2 separate regions of the Sus scrofa genome follow, and region 1 is linked to region 2. The links are chromatin contacts, called in public HiChIP or PLAC-seq maps. All regions are on one chromosome and are shown on one strand. Each heading gives the region's core, a stretch centred on a gene start, on an enhancer-like site or on the middle of the called end of the contact. The rest is flanking DNA. Distances are from core to core; before and after follow the strand shown. Region 1 overlaps LCP1 (plastin-2). Region 2 has its middle 51 kb from the start of RUBCNL.

The links. HiChIP or PLAC-seq counts read pairs in DNA pulled down with a chosen protein or histone mark.
Region 1: an H3K27ac HiChIP or PLAC-seq map of alveolar macrophages shows a contact between it and region 2, with 13 times the contacts expected there. The contact joins two enhancer-like sites. A contact is called at or near these places in 2 of 5 promoter capture datasets (fetal liver and liver), 25 of 47 Hi-C or Micro-C datasets (adipocytes, alveolar macrophages, blood and 17 more) and 2 of 2 datasets of contacts at active chromatin or transcription factors (alveolar macrophages and skeletal muscle).

What each region holds. Positions count from the first base shown.
Region 1 is chr11:21,179,251-21,184,295 of Sscrofa11.1, forward strand. The region is part of intron 3 of LCP1 (plastin-2); the gene reads left to right. Among named protein-coding and RNA genes, the nearest start is that of CPB2, 53 kb to the right of the region's middle. Within about 2 kb of position 2,626, at least 7 of the 83 cell types and tissues checked have an H3K27ac peak or open chromatin away from gene starts, as enhancers often do. A contact at or near this core is called in alveolar macrophages, where this site is marked.
Region 2 is chr11:21,044,381-21,049,259 of Sscrofa11.1, forward strand. No RefSeq gene overlaps it. Among named protein-coding and RNA genes, the nearest start is that of RUBCNL, 51 kb to the left of the region's middle. Within about 2 kb of position 3,566, at least 12 of the 83 cell types and tissues checked have an H3K27ac peak or open chromatin away from gene starts, as enhancers often do. A contact at or near this core is called in alveolar macrophages, where this site is marked.

The DNA of each region.
Region 1 (5,045 bases), core at 1,376-3,875, 130 kb after region 2:
CTTGCATTTTTCACACATGCTTTAGAGATGGCACTTCCTTCTGTAAATTTTGCACCACTGTGTTCGATAGTAAACTCCTGAGAATAGTTCCTGCATGCAGACTTCAGGGAACTTGAATCAGGTACTTTTATTATAAGAAGTCATTCTCAGAAATCCTCTTTCACTACCCATCTGGAAAATACCAGCCTCCTGGGAACAGAGACTCAAAACCCCCTGGCCTAAAGGAACGAACAGGTTTTGCGGCTTTTTGTAGTTTGGGGAGGGGGGGGAGGGATGGTTATTTAATTTTCTTGCAACTTTCAAAATCATCATCTCAAAATGAACAGCAGGTACTTTCTTTGGCCAAATGTCCTGGGATGCTGTAATTATTGATTTAATAAACCTAAGTGCTTAGGGAAGAAAAAGCAGCCAGACGTGACTTAGATACATGATTTGAGATTTGTCTTCTTAGATTCATGAGTTGGGCAGTGATTCAGAAAAGGGGTTTCAGAATTTGCCACTGATTTGCAAAAGACCTTAAGATGGTTCTTGGCAAGACATAGTTAGATGATGCAGACATTTAAAGGGGCCGCATTTACTGCAGGAACAGCAGAGCAAAGCCCGAGAAACTGCTCATTCAGGCCTTGCAAAAGGATATGCCTTCCTCGGCCACTGCTTCTGTGCCCTCAGCCCACCCACCCCATCACTGCAGTGACCTCTCTAGAGTCAGCTGCCAATATGGTGCCAGTAATTTGCAAACAAACCCTTGTCAGTTACCCTTATGAATCTTGCTAATATTGTTATAGCCTACACTGTCAAATATGCATGAATTGATGTGGGTGTATTTTTTTTTTCAGGCAAATGTATTAATAGACTATGTAAAGTACCTCATCTTTAATTCTAACCCCAGCAACATCCTTCTTAGAAATGGTCTGATCTGCACATTTTTCCATTAATTACCTCCTCCTCCTGCTTTGTGAAAATGCTGCCATTTGCACATTCGGTGTAATTAGTTCAGGGGTGTCCTCTCTGTTCTGGATCTTAAGGGGCCCTGTTAATGGTCACTCCTTTCCCTGCTCTGCCCTTTCAGCTCTGCATTTCCTAGCCGGGCATTGCTTTGAGAACTCCTCCAGAGACAAAGCTTCGCATCTCTTCGGCCCTTCAGGCTCCTCACTTATAAAACGAGGGAGCTGTGCTAAATTATTTCTTAGGTTCCTCTGTCTCTAAACACTGGGTCGTGTTTCCAGGACTTCCAGCTCCTTCTGCTGCTAAAAGAGATTCTTTTGAGATATCTGTTTCTGTTTGGGCCAACAAACAAATGGGTTCACAGTAATTTAGGCTGGTCACTGCCCCTCTCCTTCGCCTCCGAAACTTCAATTCTCTTTTCCTTCAGCTATTAAATCACCGTAGGGTTTTGGATTTTTTTTAATGTGAAGGCTCACTATTCGGCTTCTCGTGTTTATAGAAATCTCTTAGAAAAATGTGGTTTTCTAAATGTTCAAGGTTGCTTGTCTTGTCCTGCCTGCCATGGTTTAAAAATGGTTTAAAAGTCACATGGGTTTCAAATAACCCTGTTTTCGCTTCCTAGGTCTCTTATTTGAATGGGTCCTGCAGTTTTTATGCGAAAATATTTTCTCTGCTTTTCCACGGTACCATGAGCTCCAGATTTTCACTCTCACCCAACACGGTCATTCTGTCCTCTCGTCCTCAGCCCTGCCCTTGACCCTTCAACTGCCGTCTTATTTTATGCCTTTACGTGTGCTTCTCACCAGTGACTCAGTGCTCTGCCATCTAAAACTCTCACGTCAAAGGAGAGGCCAAGTTGAGATGCAGAGATGTCATTTGTTCGTTCTCTTGACCTTTGACACTGGGTCATGTTTTCAGGGTAACCTGGGGGAGGTAAGCACGCCCCACCCAAAGCAAAGATCCAAGCCGGGCTTGTAGTAGGAATTCATAAATATTTGTAAATGAATGAATGTATCTCATCATCGCATGACCATCCATGAACCAAGAAATCAGATACCTCAAAACAGGAAGGCCCAGGCTTCACCAAAGGCCTTGCTAAATAAAATGCAATGGGGGAGAGCCCTCTCTTGGTGCATCCGTGGACTGGTGGTGGGGGTCTAAGGAGAGCCAAGCCAGATTAGTCACAAGAATTCAGTAAAGGCTACAAGGTTATGTACAATTTCCTGCAACAGAAGATTCGATTTAAATGAAAGCAAAATTCCCTCCACTAGAACACCTAGATAGGCTCTCCCTATTATAGTTTTTTTTTTTTTTTCCCCATCTCCCATGGGCTGGACATATTATATCCTTAATGAATAATTGCTGGGTGAATGCATGGGTGGATGAAATGAGTGTCAAACAGAAACGCGAAGGCAACGTGAATAGACAGCAAGGAGAGGAGAAGAGACTTGAATCGTAGCTGCCTCTCTACCCTACTGTGTGATATGAGAGAGGAAACTTAACTTCTCTGAGCTCTGGTCCCTGCTCTATAAAGTGGGAACACACATACCTAAGCCATCAGTGTTCACTGAAGGACATTATAAGAAACTCAAAACTTGCGATTCCTGCAGCTCACGAGTGTCCTGGGAGAAGATACACCCTCAGGCCTCAGTTCTGCTGCCCTAAGAAAACCGGGTTGTCTCCTGTAGAGAGTGTGAATTACGTAATTGATGCTATTTCCTTTTTTGAGTTTGGCTTCTAGAGACCTCAGAGCTAGATTTTCAGCCTGCTTCTACCAAAACGTGCAGTCCTAACCCTCTGTTTGGAGGGTCAGAGCTTTTCCCTGACGTCATCTTATTTCCCCCCTGTTTATTACTCCTTCTCCCTGGTCGCATTATTATATTGGTTTAGTTCTTAGCTTTGGATATATCTTTGTAAGCAAGGCTTGGTTCAGAAAGACAGGAGCTCCTGCTGTGGCACAGCGGGATCGGTGGCATCTTGGGAGCACTGGGACTCAGGTTTGATCCCTAGAGTGGTACAGCGGGTTAGGGAACAAGCGTTGCAGAAGCTGTGGCTTAGGATGTGGCTGTGGCTCCGATTGGATCCCTGGCTCAGGAGCTCCATATGCCACAGGGCAGCCAAAAATGAAAAAAAAAAAAAAAAAAAGAAAAGAAAAAAGAGGAGTTCCCACTGTGGAACAGAAATAAATCCAACTAGCAACCATGAGATTTCGGGTTCAATTCCTGGCATCGATCAGTGGGTTAAGGATCCGGTGTTGCTGTGAGCTGTGGTGTAGGTTGCAGACAAGGCTCGGATCCCAAGTTGCTGTGGCTGTGGCGTAGGCTGGTGGCTACAGCTCCGATTCGACCCCTAGCCTGGGAATCTCCATATGCCATGGTGCATCCCTAGAAAAGAAGACAAAAAAAAAAAAGAAAGAAAGAAAGAAAGAGAGAGGGAGGGAGAAAGGAAAGAAGAAAGAAGGAAGAGATAAGGAAGAAGGGAGAGAGAGAGACAGAGGGAGAACCAGACAAAAAAAAGAAGACAGGGAAGCGAAGGCAAGAAAGTCGGACAGTACCCGTCTGGGAGGGTTATTGGGATGTGATGAGACTACATGTCCTTACACAGTTAAGCCTCAGCAGTTTCTGTCTTCCATCAGAGAACCCAGTGGACCAGTTACCTTTTTAGATGCAAGGTAAAAATTATCATAAAATTTTATCGATAATAAATATATCTTAAAGGAATTAAAATAATAACAATACATACAATTCCACAGTCTTCCCCTTTGGCTGCATCTGCAGCCTGTGGATGTTCCCAGGCCAGGGATCAAATCTGAGCCACAGCTGCCACCCATGCCACAGCTGCAGCAGTGCTGGGTCCTTAACTCACTGCACCACAGTGGGAACTCCTAATTCCAAATTTTTTTTTTTTTTTTTTTTTTTTCTTTTTTTGGTGGCTCTGCAGCATATGGAGTTCCTGGGCCAGGGATCAGATCCAAGCCCCAGTTGTGACCTACACCGCAGCTATGGCAGCACCAGATCCTTTAACCCACTGTGCTGAGCTGGGAATCAAACCTTCATCCTGGTGCTGCAGAGATGTGGTCAGTCCTGTTGTGTCACAGCGGGAACTCCTAATTCCACAGTTTTAAAATCATGTTTCCTGGCGTTCCCACCAGTGTGTAAGGTGACAAGGAGGTGGGATAGTGGAGATGGGGGCGGTATTTGGGTTTTTTCCACCAAAGGCACTCAGAGTTGTTTTTGGTTTTGTTTTGATTGAAATATAGTTGATTTATAATGTTAGCTTCAGGTGAACAGCAAAATGTTTCAGTTATACATATCCATTATTTTTAAGATTATTTTCCATCATTGGTTATTACAAGATAATAAATATAGTTCCCTGACTATACAGTTGGTCCTTGTATTTATCTATTTCATGGGCAGTAGTATGTATCCATTAATCTCCAATTCTTAATTTATCCCTCCCTAGAATTGTTATTTTTATTGTTCACTGTAATTTACATGTCAGATTTTTATTCACAGAAGGTTGCTTGGGAAAACAAAAGTTTGAAACCATGGATATATGTATGTGTCAGGACAGTAAACTGGTGGATAATGGATGTGGATTTGCAAAATGGAGCATAATGCATTTTTGGCCTACAGGTTTCAGTTTAAAATTGTTCCCTTTTTCTATGTGGTTGTTTGTTGTCACTGAGAACAAGTACAGCACTCTAAAATGATGTGAAAATATAGAAAAGGAAATACATTTAGGAGTTCCTGTCGTGGCTCAGCAATTAGTGAACCTGACTAGCATCCATGAGGACCTGGGCTTGATCCCTGGCCTCACTCAGTGGGTTAAGGATCTGGCATTGCTGTGGCTGTGGTGTAGGATGGTAGCTGTAGCTCTGATTCAGCCCCTAGCCTGGGAACTTCCATATGCCATGGGTGCAGCCCTAAAAAGCAAAAAAAAAAAAAAAAAAAAAAAAAAGAAAGAAAAAGAAATACATTTAAAACAACATCCTGTTGCAAATTTTAAATATTTAAAAAATTCAATAACTTCACTAAAAAATGCCCCAAATATAATTATACATATAAATACCCTGTCTTCCACACTCTCCCCACCAGGAA
Region 2 (4,879 bases), core at 2,316-4,815:
GCAGAGCAGGGCTGGCCACGTGGAAAGCAAGTGACAGTGATATTGTTGACATTATGCATGTGCATTTCAGGGCTGAGAACCGCTTTGCAGAGCACCGAGTGCTCCTTGCCCTGAACCAGGAACAGCCGGCTGCAGAACACCTCCTGGCTTTCCCAAGTCCAGGGGGTGGAAACCCCAAGTGGGAGTGGACAGAGAGACATAAGGTACGTCCCTGCTTCTAGAATGAACCATACACCAAGCCCGTGGAAGGCAGAGTAGAACATAGATTTGCACCTGGTCCAACTTCCCACTCCCGTGGGGTCCCAACTTTCAGAGCGCACAGAGTGTGCTCTCTGCCAATGTCACCTGCCCATCTGTCACTTCCACCCTGATCCTCATGCCACATTCACACTAGCCTCAATCAATGGCAAGCTTGTTCTTCAAGATGCCAGCTTTGGTCCCAGCACTGCCACTGCTGGGAAACCCACAAGGAAAAGGGACTATGGGAGAATTCAGTAAGGGAAGGGTTTTTTTTTGTTTGTTTGTTTGTTTTTGTTTTTGTTTTTGTTTTTTTTGGTCTTTTTAGGGCTGCACCCACGCCATATGGAGGTTCCCAGGCTAGGGGTTGAATTGGAGCTACGCCACAGCCACAGCCACTCAGGATCCGAGCCGCATCTGCGACCTACACCACAGCTCACGGCAACGCCGGATCCTTAACCCACTGAGTAAGGCCAGGGAACGAACCCGCAACCTCATGGTTCCTAGTCAGATTCGTTAACCACTGAGCCATGACGGGAACTACAGGCAAAGGGACTCTTTCTGAACTTAGCCCCTTGCTTGCTTTTGATTTAAAGAATAGAAATTCACTACAGTCGGACTCTGACCACAGGGTCAGCCATGAGCTGGTCTGTCCTTTGGTGAGTGTCTAGTGCCCTGGGTCCAGGAGCTGCATCAGGAAGAGAAGGAAATGTGTAGGGTGTTTGAACATCTGTGATGCAGCCCTAGTGACAAAGATAGGACTTTACAGATCTGAGGGAAAGCTGTCTCCCGATCCCACCCCAGCCTGCATTTTCAGCATCACCCAAGAAAACCTAGGATAGGATTGAAGCCCAAAGGCCTGCAGTTTATTTAGAAACATGGCTTTTATATGCATCACTCAGGGCTTTGTTTGTTTTTTATCTGCTCTCACCACTTTTTTTTTTGGCTGTGTCTGCAGCACGTGCAAATTCTTGGGCCAGGGATTAAACCCTCACCACAGCAGTGGCCTGAGACTCGGCAGTGACACCCCCAGATCCTTAATCCACTGCACCACAGGGGAACTCCTGCCCCCACCACTTCTATTCAACCTGGTACTGGGGGTTCAGACTGTAGAAATTGCACCCCTCAAGTTCAGTGACTGCCATAAGTGAGTCACCTCACCTTCCTAGGCCTTTATTTCCTTACCTATAAATTAAACAGAAATGAATTAAACCTGTGTCCAGAAGTGAGTTCCCTGGAACATTAGTCCTTTGGGTTGCTTCAAGAAAAAAACTGTAATGTGCTCTAAAGCAGCAGCTTCATTCTTGGCCCTCACGGGACATCTGGCCATGTCTGGAGACTTTTTTTTTTTGTTTTTTGTTTTTTGTCTTTTTAGGGCCGTACCCATGGCATATGGAGGTTCCCGGGCTAGGTTCACAGCCACAGCAACATGGGATCCGAGCCTCATCTGCACCTACACCACAGCTCACCGCAACGCTGGATCCTTAACCCACTGAGCAAGGCCAGGGATCGAACCCGCAACCTCATGGTTCCTAGTCCGATTCGTTTCCGCTGTGCCATGATGGGAACTCCTCTGGAGACATTTTTGATTGTCAGGACTTGGGAAGCGGGGCTGCCTGGACATGTAGTGGGTAGAGACACGGGGATGCTGCTAAACCTCCTGTAGTGTAGGACAGTCCTCGCAACACCCACCCCAAAGCAGCATCGGGCCCGGGGGTTCCGAGGTCAAGGAACTAAACTCTAATGAGAAGCTCTGGTCTGGAGTTCCCGCCGTGGCGCAGTGGTTAACGAATCCAACTAGGAACCATGAGGTTGCGAGTTCGATCCCTGGCCTTGCTCAGTGGGTTGACGATCCGGCGTTGCCGTGAGCTGTGGTGTAGGTTGCAGACGCGGCTCGGATCCCGCGTTGCTGTGGCTCTGGCGTAGGCCGGTGGCTGCAGCTCCGATTCAGCCCCTAGCCTGGGAACCTCCATATGCCGCAGGAGCGGCCCAAGAAATAGCAAAAAAAAAAAAAAAAAAAAAAAAAAAAAAAGAAGCTCTGGTCTAAGGAGTTTGAGGTTTCTGGAGATTGCCTTCACTTTCTCAGTGCACATTAGCATAATGAAGGCAGAGAATCATCATGTGGTTTTGTTTTGTTTTTTTCCTTTTTAGGGCCACACATGAGGCATATGGAAGTTCCCAGGCTGGGGGTTGAATCAGAGCTACAGCTGCCAGTCTACACCAACACAGTGGGATCCGAGCCGTGTCTGCGATGTATACTGAAGTTCATGGCAACGCCCGATCCTTAGCCCACTGAGTGAGGCCAGGGATCAAACTCTCATCCTCATGGATACCAGTTGGATTTGTTTCTGCTGTGCCATAACGGGGACTGCCCACACATGTTCTTTAACCCAGCGTTTCTCGGACTCGTTTCATTATGGCACACTGTCTTCTGCCCCCGCCATCACATACCCATAACCTTATTATCCTGTTTTTGTTTTTTGTGTGGGTTTTTTTGGGCTGCACCCATGGTATGCAGAAGTTCCCAGACCAGGGATCAAACCCACCCCACAGCAGTGACAATGCCAGATCCTTAACTGATAGGCCACCAGGGAACTCCATTTTTTGTTTTTCCCCATAACCTTATTACCCTCATGCAAAACTGCCTCTAGACAGTGGGCCATTGAGGGAAATGCCGGCGAGGTAATCTCCAAATGGGTTTCCATTTTAAAAAACATTTAAAGGAATTTTCCTTGGATGAGGCAGCATAATGATGAGTTCTGAAGACAGCTCAGACCCCGCTCTTCGACCTGTGAGCTGTGTGACTTGGGACAAGTTATTTCAGCCTTGGGTTCCTCAATTTCCTCTCCTCTAAAGTGGAAGTAGGAGTTCCGGTTGCAGCTCAGCAGCAAGGAAGCTGACTAGTATCCGTGAGGTTGCGGGTTCAATCCCTGGCCTTACTCAGTGGGTCAAGGATCTGGCATAGCTGTGAGCTGTAGTGTAGGTCACAGATGCAGCTCGGATCCTGCGTTGCTGTGACTGTAGTGTAGGCCAGCCGCTGTAGCTCTGATTTGACCCCTAGTCTGGGCACCTCCGTATGCCGCAGATACGGCCCTAAAAAAGACAAAAAAAGATACAGTGGAAGTACTAGCAACCCCACCAGGCAGGGTGTCACTTGGTTACCTCCGTGAGATGAGCACCCGCACTTAGAAAGCCCTCAGTTCAAGGTTAACTATGATCCTCGAAATGTTTTCTTGTCTTGATCCTGGGATTTCCTCCAGGCGCTGTGGCTGTTTGAGGTGTCAGATGTGCCCACGAGAGGGCGCTGGCCACACAGCTTTGCCTCCAAGCATTTCCAGACCCAGTGGGAAGGCCCCGCTGGCAGCTCTCCCTGTGTCCTCGACCGGATTTCTCTGGAACTGCCAACCACAGATTTTTAGAGCCAGAAGAGACCCTGCCAATGATGGAATCCAAATCACTGGATTTTGCAGTTATAAACCACAGAGGTTAACTGTGGAGCTGGTGAGCCTGACCGAAAAAACCAACACAGTGGCAGGAAAATGACTGCAGGAACATTGTCTGTGGAGTTGGCTGGTAGGACAGAAATACTCTTTCCAGAAGGAAGGGAGACATCAAATGGGTTGGCAGCAGTGCTGAGCTGAAGCTGCTGCTGCTGCTGCTGCTGGTGTGTGTGTGTGTGTGTAAGAGAGGGGAGAGATTGAAAAGAAAAAAAAGAAGCACCAGATTCTGTACTGTTTCTCTCCCCTGGACCAGCTCAGAGGGCTGAAATATTCAAGACTGCATTTGAGGGGCTGAGCCCCAGAGGCTGGAGCATCTTCCTTCCACACCAACGGCCCCTTTAAGGGGACTGCCCCGCCCACCCTTCTCCCTCCTCTCCTGCCAGGCCAGACCCCCAGGGTCCAATCCTTGTACTGGCTGGGAGGTGGTGCCTTTTTTTTTTTTTTTTTTTGCTTTTTAGGGCCAAACCTGAAGCATGTGGAAGTTCCCAGGCTGGGGGTCGAGTTGGAGCTGCAGCTCCCAGCCTACACCACAGCCACACACCAGATGCACCAGATCCAAGCCGCAGCAACACTGAAACCTCAAAGGAGGCCAGGGATGGAACCTGCCTCCCCATGGACACTAGTCAGGTTGGTTTCTGCTGAGCCATGACAGGAACTTCCTGGGAACTGCTGCTGGCCACCTAGTCGGCTGGATGAGCCCTCAGTTATCCAAGAGGGGCAGAGGTGAGGTGCAGAGGGAGTCCCACCTGAAAGTTACGAGGCAGAAGGAGGCAAGGGTGGCCTGGGGGACCACGCATGCGCCGCTGGGTGAGGGGACAGGGCTGAGGTGTCGCAGAGCAGTAAGGTAAGCAGGGCCCCGAGTGGGGACGAGACCACAGATCAGGGAGGCGCTAAGGGAGATGGGGGTTGCTGCGGCATCCTGTCCCCCAATTTTTTTCAGAGCATTTTGTTTGGGTCTCTAGTTTCTTGCAACTCAATTGCTTAATGAAGATCCACTTGGGAAGACAGTCAGATTGGAAACCTCCGGATAAAGGCAACATTGCTGGGGCGCCTCTGTGGCGTGGAATTGGGGGGGGGGCGGGGGCGCACGTTCAGAGGAAATAGTCCCCCTCCCCCCACCCCTCCTCCTCTTCAGCCTCTTC